Regions from separate parts of the Mus musculus genome. Here region 2 is linked to region 1. Evidence: chromatin contacts called from public promoter capture Hi-C data. All regions are on one chromosome and are shown on one strand. Each heading gives the region's core, a stretch centred on a gene start, on an enhancer-like site or on the middle of the called end of the contact. The rest is flanking DNA. Distances are from core to core; before and after follow the strand shown.

What was found. Promoter capture Hi-C pulls out the DNA fragments that hold promoters and counts their contacts.
Region 2: a contact with region 1 is called in a promoter capture Hi-C map of liver. The contact joins the enhancer-like site here to the promoter of Tbc1d24 in region 1. A contact is called at or near these places in 8 of 39 promoter capture datasets (the HPC-7 cell line, cranial neural crest, frontonasal cranial neural crest and 5 more), 5 of 484 Hi-C or Micro-C datasets (the C2C12 cell line, bone marrow-derived macrophages, embryonic fibroblasts and 2 more), 10 of 115 datasets of contacts at active chromatin or transcription factors (SST interneurons, bone marrow-derived macrophages, craniofacial prominence and 6 more) and 4 of 9 other capture datasets (adipose tissue, liver, macrophages and 1 more).

The regions. Positions count from the first base shown.
Region 1 is chr17:24,201,396-24,207,977 of GRCm38.p6, reverse strand. It overlaps Tbc1d24 (TBC1 domain family, member 24), which reads left to right and starts at 2,416. Exons shown (of 8, transcript NM_173186.4): 1 at 2,416-2,504. It overlaps Ntn3 (netrin 3), which reads left to right. Exons shown (of 6, transcript NM_010947.3): 2 at 1-179; 3 at 263-412; 4 at 535-585; 5 at 696-770; 6 at 1,031-4,147. The coding sequence ends at 1,380.
Region 2 is chr17:24,372,092-24,379,320 of GRCm38.p6, reverse strand. Abca3 (ATP-binding cassette, sub-family A (ABC1), member 3) reads right to left here. Exons shown (of 33, transcript NM_013855.3): 8 at 4,818-5,077; 9 at 2,841-2,957; 10 at 2,536-2,656; 11 at 1,462-1,635. Among named protein-coding and RNA genes, the nearest start is that of Gm25618, 13 kb to the right of the region's middle. Within about 2 kb of position 4,005, at least 9 of the 459 cell types and tissues checked have an H3K27ac peak or open chromatin away from gene starts, as enhancers often do. A contact at or near this core is called in liver, where this site is marked.

The DNA.
Region 1 (6,582 bases), core at 1,167-3,666:
CAACGGCCATGCGCGAAGATGCCGCTTCAACATGGAGCTCTACCGACTGTCCGGCCGCCGCAGTGGGGGCGTGTGCCTCAACTGCCGGCACAATACAGCTGGTCGTCACTGCCACTACTGCCGGGAGGGCTTCTATCGTGATCCAGGCCGTGTCCTGAGTGACCGTCGTGCTTGCAGAGGTGAGCCTGCCACCTATACACGTTCGTGATTTACTTCCCCAGAACCCCAGCTACAGTTCTGAGCTTATCATTTCTGTCCTCAGCTTGTGACTGCCACCCAGTTGGTGCTGCTGGCAAAACCTGTAACCAGACCACAGGCCAGTGTCCCTGTAAGGATGGTGTTACTGGCCTCACCTGTAACCGCTGTGCCCCAGGTTTCCAGCAGAGCCGTTCTCCTGTGGCACCTTGCGTTAGTGAGTGACCCTGCCCTGTCTCAGTCACCTCAGCCAAAGTCGCATCAGCTACTGACTGTTGTCTGTTCCCTGAGCCTTTCCGTCAGATACCCCATTATAGACTATTCTCCCACACTCCTTAGAGACTCCTGTCCCTGGACCCACCGAAGAAAGCAGTCCTGTGGAGCCACAGGGTGAGTGGACACCAGAGCCCAGACTGGCCTGGGGAAGAGGGCCCTAGCTAAAGCAGACCAGTGTGGGGTAGAGGCATGGGAATCTGCTAGTCTCCACTCTTTCCCCCTAGACTGTGAGTCACATTGCAGACCTGCGCGTGGCAGTTACCGAATCAGCCTGAAGAAGTTCTGCCGGAAGGACTATGGTAGGCTGCCTCACTCCAGCTCTTCCATCTCGCCCCCAGCTCCTTTGAATACCTTGACCCTGGCTGTACTTCAAGGCTCTTTCTTTCCTCGGGTCTCCCACTGATGCGGGCTTTGGCAGCTATGTCTTAAGTGTACCTCCCTCTAGTGGGTGACCTCTTCATGTCTCTCCTAAGCCATTTGGACATTCTATGCTTCTCTATACAGACCCCTCCGGCCCTGCCCCACTTAACCTGATCGCTTTTCCACGCCCCCCCCGCAGCGGTGCAGGTGGCAGTGGGTGCACGCGGTGAGGCCCGCGGCTCGTGGACACGCTTTCCGGTAGCGGTGCTTGCTGTGTTCCGCAGCGGCGAGGAACGCGCTCGACGCGGGAGCAGCGCGCTGTGGGTACCAACTCTAGACGCGGCCTGCGGTTGCCCGCGCCTCCTGCCCGGCCGGCGTTACTTGCTGCTGGGAGGTGGGCCGGGGGCTGCAGCTGGGAGCACAGCGGGCCGGGGACAGGGGCTCAGTGCTGCCCGTGGAAGCCTCGTGCTGCCTTGGAGAGACGCCTGGACCCGGCGCCTGCGGAGGCTGCAGAGGAGAGAGCGGCGGGGGCGCTGCGGGACCGCCTGAATCTGCAAGCTGGGCGTGGACTGGGCGGACTCAGCTCTCTTATCACTGGGCGCGGCGCGTTCATCAGAGCACTAGGCTGGAAGTGTCACGTGCATCGCCATCTAATTTCCCCCTACCCCCATCCCCGCTTGAAACCTATTTGGCGATACCCTACCCCCAACTTAGAGGAGTATGATGGCCCCTAAGAGCTATCTGGAGGCTCCTAGGGCAGCTCAGAGGACCCTGATCTTATCCCTCTTGGCTGATACCCGACGTCTCTTAAAGGTGTGAACCCGCCTATTCCCAGGGGATGCTAGGATGATCCCTCTGGGGTTTGAGCACATCCCACGGGCCAATGTGATTCATCAACTCTCTGATGCTGTGATACACTAGAGTTCTCCAACCTCTCCAAAACCACTGTTGCCACCATAATTGCCTGTACACCGCTGCAGGGGCTGTGGCTCAATTGCACAGCCAAGACAGCGACGTCTCTGCCCTCCAGCCGGGAATGTACAAAGAGTATTGTAGGCTCCCCTGTCCAGTGTCATGGATCTTGTCCCCATATCCATTCTGGCCTGCCTCTGCCGGTCACGTGACCGTGTCCCCATCCGCAGCTGCATCACTGCCTGTGTCCCATATCTTTCTTGTTCCGTTGTACCCTTTTCTGGGGTCCATCCAGCTGTCGCTTTCTACCACGACTCCTACCAGTCTTGGCCTCTTGGCTCCATGACACAGGTCCTGCCCCTAGCTAGGAGCCCTACACTCTATCCGCTCAAGACTGGACGTCGAGAAGGGGCAGATCAGGTCCACGTGTGACCGGACCAGAGGCGACTTCCACGGGCAGCCGTCGGAGTTCTAGTCGTCCGTGACTTTGCCTTACACCAGGCGCTAGGGTCCCCACCTCTTTAGGCGAGCCCCCGCCCCTTAGCGCGGGAACCGCTGTTTGGCTAGCGCATGCTCCCGACTTGGCCGCCGCCGGGCGCAAATGCGCATGCTCAGAGCCGGCAGCACTGAGACGCGGGGCACTCGGGGTGGGCAGCCCGCAAGCGCGTGCTTGTGGGGCGGGGCCGCCTACGCGCGTGCGCAGAAAGTCCAGTGCGGTCCAGCGGAGAGCCGAAGGGAGAGGTGCGGTGCGGCGCGCCGAGGTGGGTGCGCGGCGGGGGCGTGGCGGCTGGACGCGGGGTGTGGGGGTGTCACTGCCACGGTGCGCTGACCGGCGGCACGGATGTACTGAGGGAGGGGGGCACGGGTTGTGCTCCGTGTCTTGGTCGCTGCGGGTTAGGGGGCTCCAGAGTCTAATGCTGCGTGCGTGACGTGGGCCCCGGAGTCAGAACCCTTTGGGCAGGCCCGGCTTTCCTCGATCATCCCTGCCTTCTCTGGGCTCTGTGTCGTGGGCAAGAACTGCCTCTGTGTCAACCTTCCCTTGGGGCACTTTCCGTCCCTGCGGAATAGGAAATCCTCTTTCTGTATTCGTTCGAAATTGCAGCAGTGTTCATATACCTTTGCCCTCGGAGACCTGCAACAACCCAGGCCCTTCACTTGCCAAAGATGACACAACTGCCCACCTGAAGCTTAGGGACTTTCCCAGCCTGAGAGCCCTATCCAGCCAGTGTCCCTGACATGCCTTGGTCACCTGTGCCTTAGCTTGGCCCTGTGCTTCAGGAGTTTTGAATAACAGCTGGAGGGCAGAGCTGGCACCACACGGGGTGGGCTGCACATGACAGAAGTCAGTCTGCTGGGTGCTGGCAGCCTGACCACAGATTTTCCTTGACAGACCTGACTCAGTTCAGAAATAGTGCTCTGGCCTTCTTGGATGGGGACTCACTGGGCTAACTTTAAAGGCCAAAGATTGTCTAGCCCAGCCCGGACATATGCAGGCATAGGTTGGCCATTTGGGCGGTTGTGTTGCTGTCTTTCCAAGGTAAATAAAGGATTTTCCTTGTCTCACCATGTTCTGCTGGAAGGTCAGCAAGCTACTCCCAGGCAGTTGGTACAACTGTCCCATGGCATGCGTTGCCATGTCATCTACTTGGGGACAATGACTCCATTCTCATTTTCACACCCCTGTCCCCAATAGGCACCTGTCATTGTTCACTGAATTGTTGTGGAGATGGCTGTATTTGTGTTCTCTCAAGCTCTATCTGATGTCAGTTCTGGGTTGGTGTCAAGACCAACCCAGACGACAAATGGTTAAGAAATTTCAAATATTTGATAGTGACCATTCATATTGAGTGCTATGAGGGCTCTGTGTGCTTCCTTGATGATTAATCCTCACCTAATCTCCCCAGTACTCAGATAAAGACTTAGGGTAGTGACAGCTGTATTTAGAATCTAGTCTGCGTGTGGATAGGCCTGGAGCCACATCGTGTTGTCCCTGTTCCCCCATGGTCTGGCATTCAGTTAGCCAGGCACTCTCTTAAGTGCTTGTTGGAGGGAATAAAGATGCCACTTTTTGAATGCTACATGTCAACTAGTGAACTAGCAATGTAGTGGCTTTTGGCTGGATTAAGGGTGACCTTTTGGGTTTGCAGAAGTACTCTAGTAATCTAGGTAGGGTTTTCATAACAACAATCAAATTTACCTCCCTGGGAGTGCAAACTCACCTGCCTGTGTTCCCTACTAGCTCTGAGTAACCACCCTTGCCAGGACTGTCTGGCAAGTCTCAGTGACCTTGGGCACACAGCATTGCTCCTAATCCTTATTAGAGACTGAGCCAACCTCTGAAGACATAGTAAAGTGTTTAAAGTACACAAGACAATGAAGTGGGTTGTAAAAAAAAAAAAAAAAAGATTTGCCCTGTTGAATGTTCTACCTGTTTGAGCATACCTTTTCTGTTTTGACAACTCTAAATGGAAGAAAGAAGCCCTTTACAATCAGCCATTTCAGTGGTAACCATCACCTTCTAAATGGAGATAATTTTTTTAAAGCCCTCAGGCCTTTTACTGAGAACAAGCTTGAATTCATTACTGGGAATTTTCACTATCCTTTTAATATGTGTTTACTGCATTGAGAATGCAGCAGTGCTTACCCGTAGATGCAAGGCTCTGTATTCAGTGCCCAGGACCCAGGGGAGCTGGGGGTGGTGGCACACAATTATAATCTCTGTAGAGAGGCTAAGGCAGAAGGAGCAAGTGTTAGGCCGCCCTGGTGTACGGAGCAAGACTCTCCTTAAAAACAACAGAAAGGGCTGGTGAGCATAGTTCTATAATAAAATTCTTATCTGCTGTGCACACAGCCCTAGGCTCAACCCTAGTGCTAAAGGGGAAAGAGAAGAACAAAAGGTGAATTTGCATGAGAAGGAGCTGGGTGGGGGGTGCTATGGACACAGTGTTGAGTGAGACCTGGGAGATTGGGGCCTGGGAGTGACTTGATCTGATCTGTTTTCTAGACCCAGAAGGGTTCCTGCGTGCGCTGAGGGTGGGGCCAGCTGAGGTACTGTCAGACAATCCTAAGAAGGGCAAGCATGAGATAAGCAGCTGCCAGGAGGGTAAAAGCCAGAGCGGAAGGAGGATATGGGGTGACTCCAGCCCAGGACACAATGTAGAGAGACACAGGCTTGGGAGGAATAAGGCTTTGAGTTTGGAGAGGTGCCTGCCATTCAGACACTGGGTAAGCATCTACTGGTCTGGGACTCAAGTACACACGGGGCTCAAAAGTGGGGAACATTCCTGTGTGGCATTTAAGCTGGGCTTCCATACAGACTCCCAATACTGTGTCCTGAAGACTCTAAGGAAGGGAGAAGGCTGGTTGGTAGCCTGTTGCTTTGTAGGTGTTGTGGAGTAAGGCTTTATGTTTCCATCACAGAGTCCCAGCTTGCCTGTTGAGTAAAAGGGGTGATTCTGCACATCAAAGGTACAACAATCCCTGGTCCCACTGCCTTCTAGGGGATTTTCCTGCCTGCTTTTTGGGGAGTCTCTACTTATCTCAAAAGACCCCATTTTTCTCCACACCATGGGTCAGACCTCTGTGTATACTCACAGCACTAGGGGAAACCCACCTCGGAACTTGCCTCGCCTTTCTTCCAGGCCTCAACTTTCTGTGGAGTCGGCCTCAGCAAAAGGCAGCTCTCTGGTAAGAAGTAAGGGAGGCCAAGCATGTGGTATCCACTACAGTCTTCTGCATTGTGGGGGCCTTGAGGACAAGGGAGAATGGGCAGTGTCACAGGAGCCCCTGCCTGCCCGCAGCCCCCGAGCGTTTGTCTGTGGACTGTATAGGCCAAGTGTTTGAGCCTGGGATGTTCCCTTTGCGGGTGACAGACTACATAGTGAGGCACAGTAAGCTGTTTCTGAAAAGGCTGTTGTGCCTGGCTTGTCCTTCGTTTGTTTTGTAGCCCTGGAATTGGACCCAAGGCCTTCCGTTTAATGCCATGCAAGAATTCTACCAGTGAACTCTATCTCTAGACTAGGTTTGGGGTTTTTTGAAACAGGCTCTCGCTATGTAGCCTAGCTGGCCTCAAACTCACGATCCTCTCTCTGAGTCTGCCTCCTGTGTGCTGGGGGTACAGGAATGTGACTGCTCTTCCAGCTTGTTGCACAGTTTTTTAATTGGGTTCTACACACTCTCAGAGACTTTGGATGTTGACTGATAGGTGAGTCTATTATGAATAAAAACTGGTTTGCTGTTCTAAGTGTCACTCACTGTCTGGGTCTCACCAAAGGCTGCCCTTCCCTTCAATCTACCAGCCTCATCTTGAGTCACTTTGTTCCTTTGTGCTAGTTTCTGACCATCTTTCTCAGCAGGGCCCTTTCCAGCACACCTGCCTTGGAAGCTTGTGGACCTTTAGAAGGAGTGGGTTATGGGACATACTCCCACCCTAGGACCTTCTTTCTTCCTGGGCTCTTCCAGCCTTGCTCCCAGCACAGCACACAAAGGACACTGTCCTAGCATCTCAGTTAATCCCAGGTCTTTGGGCTTCTTGGAGCCTGTGAGCTGAGCTATAAATGTTTGTGTTTTCCCCTGGGACCTGTGTATGTATATACATGTATGTGAGTTCCTGTGTGTGGAGGCCAGAGGTCGACATTTGCTGTCTTGCTCAATTGCTCTCCACCTTATCTTTTGAGATAGTCTTTCTCACAGGGACCTGGGTCTTGCCAATTCAGCTAGATTGGCCAGTGAGCACCACTGATCCTCCTGTCTGTCCCTCCCCGGTGTTGGTATTATAGGTATGTCCTGCCACATCTAGCCTTTTATGTGGATTCTGGGGGATTGAACACGTACATCCTC
Region 2 (7,229 bases), core at 2,756-5,255, 170 kb before region 1:
ATCTGATGCCCTCTTTGGTTTGTCTGAAGACAGCTACTGAGTATTCATATACATAAAATAAATAATTCTCTTTTTAAAATGGAAGTAGATTACATGCACTGCACTTCTTCCAGGAAAGCTGAACAGAATGCAAAGCCCCCGAGGATGGATGTCAGGGATGTTACAGTTCATGTAGTGGCCAGACACGGCTACTTACATCTCCTCACCTGTCCTGCAGACAGGAGAAGGGAGGCCATGTCCCAGTCTGTGGTCCCCTCTCCAGTGTTCTCCTGTGAGAGGGGTTGGCCCTGTTCATAAGTCATGGGGCCTTGACATAAGCTGATCTGAGGCTAGGAACCTCTGAGCTCTCAGTATCCGCCACGGGCTTTACAAAGCAGGAGTACACCAGTCAGTTAGACCCAGCAAGGGTTTCATTTGGCCTCCGTGATGTTTCAAGACAGGAAATCTCACAAAAATCAGAACATACTTTCCCAGGGATCTCACTGGTTCCTCTCTCAGGATCCCCTGCCTTCATGGTCAGCTGTTGCAGAGTGCAGGACATGCTAACCCTATACTCACCAAAAGCTGGAAGCTGAGTCAAAGACCTCAAAATCCCCTGGCTTGGAGGTCACTTGTGCAACCACTCGGAAGGTGTCAAGAAGGAAGAGAACTGGCAAGACAACTCAAGGTCAAAGGCACATACTGCCAGTTCTGATAACTCTTGCCAGGGTCATGTGGAAGGAACTCACACGGTGAAAGCAGAGAGGGACTCCTCAGAGTTGTCTGTTGTCTATTCACACATGCTCTGTTCACACATGCTCTGTGGCAAGTGTGCATACAATCATTCACAATAAAATATGTAATAATATTTATAAAATGTCATAAAAAGTTTTTAAGGGGGATGGCAAGATGGCATAAGAGCATTTGTGGCTCTTCCCAGAGGACTGGAGTTGAATTCCCAGCACCCACATCAGATGGCTCCTAATACCTTGTAACTCTAGCTCTAGGGGATCTGATACCTTCTTTTTGACTCTTGGCACCTTTCTTCCCATATGCATAACCTCACACACACACACACAGAGTTGAAAATAAAAATACATGTTCATTTTAAAACTTTAAAACAAAAGTAGGAAGTGACTCAAAAACCAACTGGTAAGATCCAGTCATTGGGCAGAACAGCTGGTGACCACCACCTCTGGCGTTTTAGCCCTTAGTTGTATTTGGCTCATACTGGCCTTAGCCGAGCTATTTCCCCAATAGACTAGGGCCCAGCCAGCTCTCGGTGCACACTCAGTTCTTGTTTTCTGATAAAGGCCTAGCTCAGGTGTTCATCAGCTTGCCTGCCTCCTGAAGTGAGGCTAACTGCTGGGAACACTTCCTCCTGAGGCGAGGCTAACCCCTGGGAACACTTTTGGCAAGATGCTCCCTAAGCCGCAAGAGTCAGGAGACGGGATCTGAGGCCGTACTGAGGACAAGACTCACCTTTGGCTTCGAATTTTCCTATGAGCTGGGCTCCCATTGCCATGGCAACATTAGATAGGAGACAGGACAAGAGCTTTTGACTCAGTGTCATCCAGTTGTACCGAGGAGCCACGAAAAAGTAGGGGGTATAGGTGAAGAAGTACAGGAAGCCACCCACGGCTGCTGCTATGTTGGCTGTGGGGACAAAGAGCATTGGGTGGGATAAACTTGCCATGAGACTCGCAGGAGTGACAGTGGTCAGAGTCCCACCCCACCCAAATTCCAGCAGTGGGGAACTTCAGCTTCTGGCAATGCTAGGCCCCATGCGCAGGTCCTCTGCCCACCCAAAGCAGTACACACACAAACGTATACACATGAAGCAGGCTAGCAAAGGCTTGAAGGCAAAATAGCAACTAAACTACTATTTTGCAAATGGCTTTTAAAATAATAAAAATAATAGGGACCTCGGGGAGTCACAGTACGGTATGGGTCGGCCTGAGACATACTACTTCTTAGGAGAAATGTAAAAGCATTTCAAGTTAAGGGTAATCACTAAGAGAAACATAGTTTGTATATTGCGAGCTACCAGAGCGCCAAAAACTACTGGAAGCGTTCTCTGTGCAACAGAAGGCAGCAAGGGAGAAAACATAAGCACTAAACAACAAGCTGAACCCCAAATTCAAAGGCAGAGCCACCCTTGAATGCACCAGCAATCACAGGGGGCAAGCGGATAAAGCTTTTATTTCTAGTGTTCTCAGCGGTCTACAGTGGACATGCTTGCCTTCTGTCAACTCCCGCTTGCCCTAATCCACCTCTCCTCCTCGGCCCACAGCAGGTGCTCTCTGACCCCTGTTCCCCGCCTAGCTTCTTCCTGGGGAACTCTGGGAGGCCCGCAGGCTATACTGTACTTCTGTCTGCCTCTCCCTCACACCAGTCATATTAAGCCTCAGCCTTTCAGGAGTTCTCTCTTCAGTTCAGCCTCTGGGTCATCAAAAACAAACACCCTTTAACCCCTTAGCTGTGCATAAATCCCCTTAGTTTCCCTAGACTTGGGTTACCCTCACCCTCTGGCCTAAGGGGAACAGCAGGGCTCACCTTTACTGAAGAAGGTGCTGACCATGAAGCTGAAGGAAATGGAGGAGATTGCAAAACACAGCAGGAACGCCAGGACCAGGGAGGGGTCGCTGTTGGAAAGGACTGCTATGTCCTTCTTCACCTGCAGGACAGGCCGGCCAGGTGAGGCAGGGAAGGCAGAAATGAATCGGGCAGGTCTAAAGGTGTGGGTCAGGGGAAGGCCCGCTTGTCTTCGACAGCAGGGGAAACACTTGCCCTGAGGTCAGGGGCCATGAATGGTCTCCGCCCCCTCTTCTTTCCAGAGCCCTCATGGAAGCCACACTTACTTTGACACAGAACAGGAGGGTCATGAAGGAGACCACGATGAGGAAGAATAGGAAGAACATGAGGAACCAAGCGCTCCAGTGTAGCCAGCTGTTAAGCCCCATCATGCGCATGTACTCCTGTGAATGGGAGACAGCATCACACAGTTGCATGCGGCTAGCTTTCCTCAGAGCCCCACGTGTGCCGGTCTGCTTACATAAGGACAGGGCCATGTATAGAGCAGGAAGGTAGACCAGGATACCTGTGCTATAGAGCACAGGCAGGAATTATCCAGCACACATGAGGGGAAAGAGAAGGCTGTGGTCGGGCATGCTTTGTCCAACAGCTCTTAGCCCTGTGGTCTACAGATCCACCTCTTTTCTATCTTTTATCAGTGGCACATGCTACCCTAGCTGGGAGGCTGTCCCTGATAGTCAACTCCAGATTAATTGCCTCTTCTTCCTAAGTCATGATGGCCTGCCCTATCCTCCAGCCCACTACTCAGTGTGGTGTGGCTCTGCTCTATTTCATGAGCGCGAAGTCACTTCCCAACTGCGCCCACTACGCTCTGTCATGCTGGGAAACCCCCTTCTCTGCTTGTGCTTCGTTCAGGTCTGACACAGGTACCCAATAGATGTTAAGTTGATGAATTCTCTAAGTCCTTCAGGGAAGCCTTATATGCTGTGGAGCAATTCCAGACTCCCAAGCGATGCTCCCAAGTCTTCATTTTGCTTCAGCTGATTCCCAGAAGCCAGGGGGATGGCAGCTGGCATTAAGGTCCAGAGTCGAGGCAGAGGCAGGCAGATTTCTGAGTTCGAGGCCAGCCCGGTCTACAAAGTGAGTTCCAGGACAGCCAGGGCTATACAGAGAAACCCTGTCTCGAAAAACCAAAAAAAAAAAAAAAAAAAAAAACCAAAAAAAAAAAAAAAGTCCAGAGTCCTGAAGCCTGGCCCCTCCCACTGTTGGCAGAAAGACTCTGCAGGTCATACTGTCCACACTGCCAGCAGCCTCCTGGGCTGTGAGCCTTGACAAGTGTGTGGCTGAGGACATGCATTAAGAGAGCCGAGCATCCATTCATTTTCGTTCTCACTTTGAAGGAGAAGCCCAGAACCCTTAGGGAAGGGTGCTTCCTGTCTCTGTGGAAGAACAGGGTAAGGTGATGTGGAACACTCTGAGCACCCCTCCCCCCCCCTCTCTCTTGTTTATCAGGCTGTCAGGAAGTGCCACAAGGAAACCCAGTTCCTGAACTGAGCAGTGCTGCTTTGGGCTCTGGGAATCTAAAGCTGGACTGCCAGTGGCTAGGAAAGGAAAAACTCAGCTCTTTGCTGGCAGTGGGGCCCACAGGTGGAGTTTTTACATTCTTGAAGCCCTGAGTTCCATTTCCAGCACTGAAAACAAAAATCAAAACCAAAAAAACCCAGGAAGATCTTGGAGGAGTTAGCAGAAGGAAAAAACATAGTCAAAACACATATGAAAAAACTTTTTGAAAAAAACGAAACAAAAAAATTATAAAGATAATAATATAAAACAGAAACAAAAACAAACAGACAAGAAACAATGAAAAGCAAACCAGGCAGTGGTGGCACATGCCTTTAATCCCAGCACTCAGGAGGCAAAGGGAGGCAGATCTCTGAGTTCAAGGCCAACCATGCTGACAGAGGGAGTTACAGGACAGCCAGGGCTACACAGAGAAGTCCTGTCTTGACAAAACCAAATAAAAAAACCAAACCAAGCGGAAAACCCCAAACAAACAAAAACCAACAACCCCAAATCCAGCTCCCCAAGTGCTGCACGGAGACTGTGGACCAAGGGCACACCCACTACCAGAATCTAAGCATAGCAGCTGGACTTCCTAACCTTGTGTCACAGCAGTGCCCATACTGAGCCCTGGCTCTTATGGTCCCAGCACACAGGGCAGCAGCCTTGAGACAGGCCAATTCTTTTGAGGGAGTCCCAGGACCCAGCATTCTCAGACTGACTTGCCATGCACAGAGGGTTACCTTTAGTTTTTTCTCCTTCTCCTGCACCACAGCCCGGATGATGGTGAGGGAGGTGTAGGTGAAACTCAGCATGAGCAGCAGAGGAAGCTGGTACTGGATGGCAATGAGGAATGGATCTGAGATGTATGGTGGGAACGGGAACCTTTTGGTGATCACCATGAGCTTCTGGAACAGCTGCTGTGCAGAGGTGTTGGCATGGTAACGCATGATGGCTTTGTCTACAGCATGTTGCATGGCCAGGAAGCCTTCCCGAATGTATCCTGAGTTCAGAAACAGAGGACAGCTGTGTCATGGTGCTGCTCATGAGAGGGGTATGCTTTGAACAGACAGACTTCCCTGAGTCTGCAGAGGGAGGGCCAGAGGAGGCAATGGGTAACTTTACCTGATACCCTACTCTGTGGACCACTAATAGCATCTGACAACATTCAGTGGTCACAAGGAGAAGAAAAAACATGCCACATATTGCCAAGTGACACTTCTACTTCATAATTAACATAACCCACACAAAATCATAAATATGATCATATTTTAAAAATAGCTTGATTTAGGACCAGGGAGATAGTTCAGTGGGTAAGACATAAGCATGAGAACCTGGATGGAATCTGCATCACCCTCACAAAGCCTACCCTGCATATGCCTGTAAACCCAGCATCTCAGGGAGGAGCCAGGCAGATCCTGGTGCTAACTGGCCAGCCAGCTTATCCCAAAACGGTGTAATTCAGCAAGAGACAGTGTCAAAGGTGCCAAGTGATAAAGAAGGGCACTCAACACTGGCCCACCCATGAGCATGTCTATACACACACACACACACACACACACACACACACCTACACTTACACACTCCAAACACATTACATACACTATACATTACACACACACACACACACGTAACTTTTAATTTTTTTATGCCTTACTTTTAATGATGTTTTTAAAATATTTTAACTTCCCTTGTAGCCCACCACCCACCAGAGGTAATGGGAAAGAAAGGATATGGGGAAAATAGATCTGTTAAAAAAGGTTCTTTGGAATAACTCACATCTGTGTTGTCTGGAAATTGACAGTTTAGTTTACAGGTCAGTAGTGGCAACTCGATCCACTCCCAAACCCTTCACAGATACACCAGTAGTCTAGTTTGGTAGAGTCAGGATAGCAAACATGAATCAGAAGTGGTGGCACTATCTAGCAGAGACAGCCAGGCTTTAGCCTTAGTACAAGTCAGTAGGAGAGTTCAGGAGTGAGGCCAGGAGAAGTTCTCTGCTGTGCCTCTTTCACTGAAGCAATGCTCAGCCAAGGCTCGACTGACAAGCGTTGTACAGCTAGTTCTATAAGTCAGTCTAGTTTAGCTTTGGTCACTGTTTGTCAAGTCTGATTTACACTCTCCAAACATCCCTTGTCTTTATGTATCGTGTCTCAGGCTATGTTATCTGTCCAGCACGCGCATCTGTCTCAGCTGACATTACTCTGCCAATCATCCCGAGTCCTCGGAAGCAGCAAGAAATTGTAGCACACCCCCAGAAGTTGTTTGGTGCATTTCTCTCTATGGAATCCCAACAAATGTAGCTCAACTACATGATGTTAGGCGGACCAATACATTTGTATCATTAGTGAAGAATCCTTCACTACATATCCTTTCACAGGCTTGCTTTAGCAGAAAATCCTTTTTCCCGTGTCTGCTTAAGCTAAATGTTCCTTCATGAGTCTACCTTAGCCTTTCACCTGTGTCCTCTTCAGCAAAACACCATCCAACCAACTTTCCAAAGAGCCCTTAAGTTTCCACTTCACACACACACTACACACATGCATGCACCAAACACATTACATACACTATACACACATACACACACCCAACAAACTAAACACACATAGCCTGATATGAACTTGGTGGGAAAGAGACCCTATATTTCTCAAATGGGTGGACTGACAATTCTCAACAGATAAAACTTAGGCTAAATAGGTACCAGAAGAGAAACCACTAAGAGTGAAGACACGAGACACAACTGTAACGGTCTAGGTAAAATATTAAGGCCTAGATGTCATGGTAAGGTCTAGGTAACTGTGAGCTGGCTGGCCTGCCATTTCTGCTGTTATAGGAAACTCTCTCATGCCCAGGTTGATTACATATCCTCTTATGTCCTGTGCCCTTGGAAGTCAGTAGACCTGCTTTGTATAGTTACCCACAATAAGCTTGGACCTGAACCAACCACCCAGCAGCACTTCCTGCACCTGTGCATGCGCTTTTATGGCATAGGCTGCTCCTGGGATGGACCCCAGCTTAAGAGAGACACCTGCACCAATATAAGAAACTATTTGGAATAAGACTTCTATTTTAAGTTGGGGCCTAGTAAAATTTAAGTTCCCAAGACCTCTCTGGGAACTGACATCCTACTTGGCAGAAAGAGACATGTATGTGGG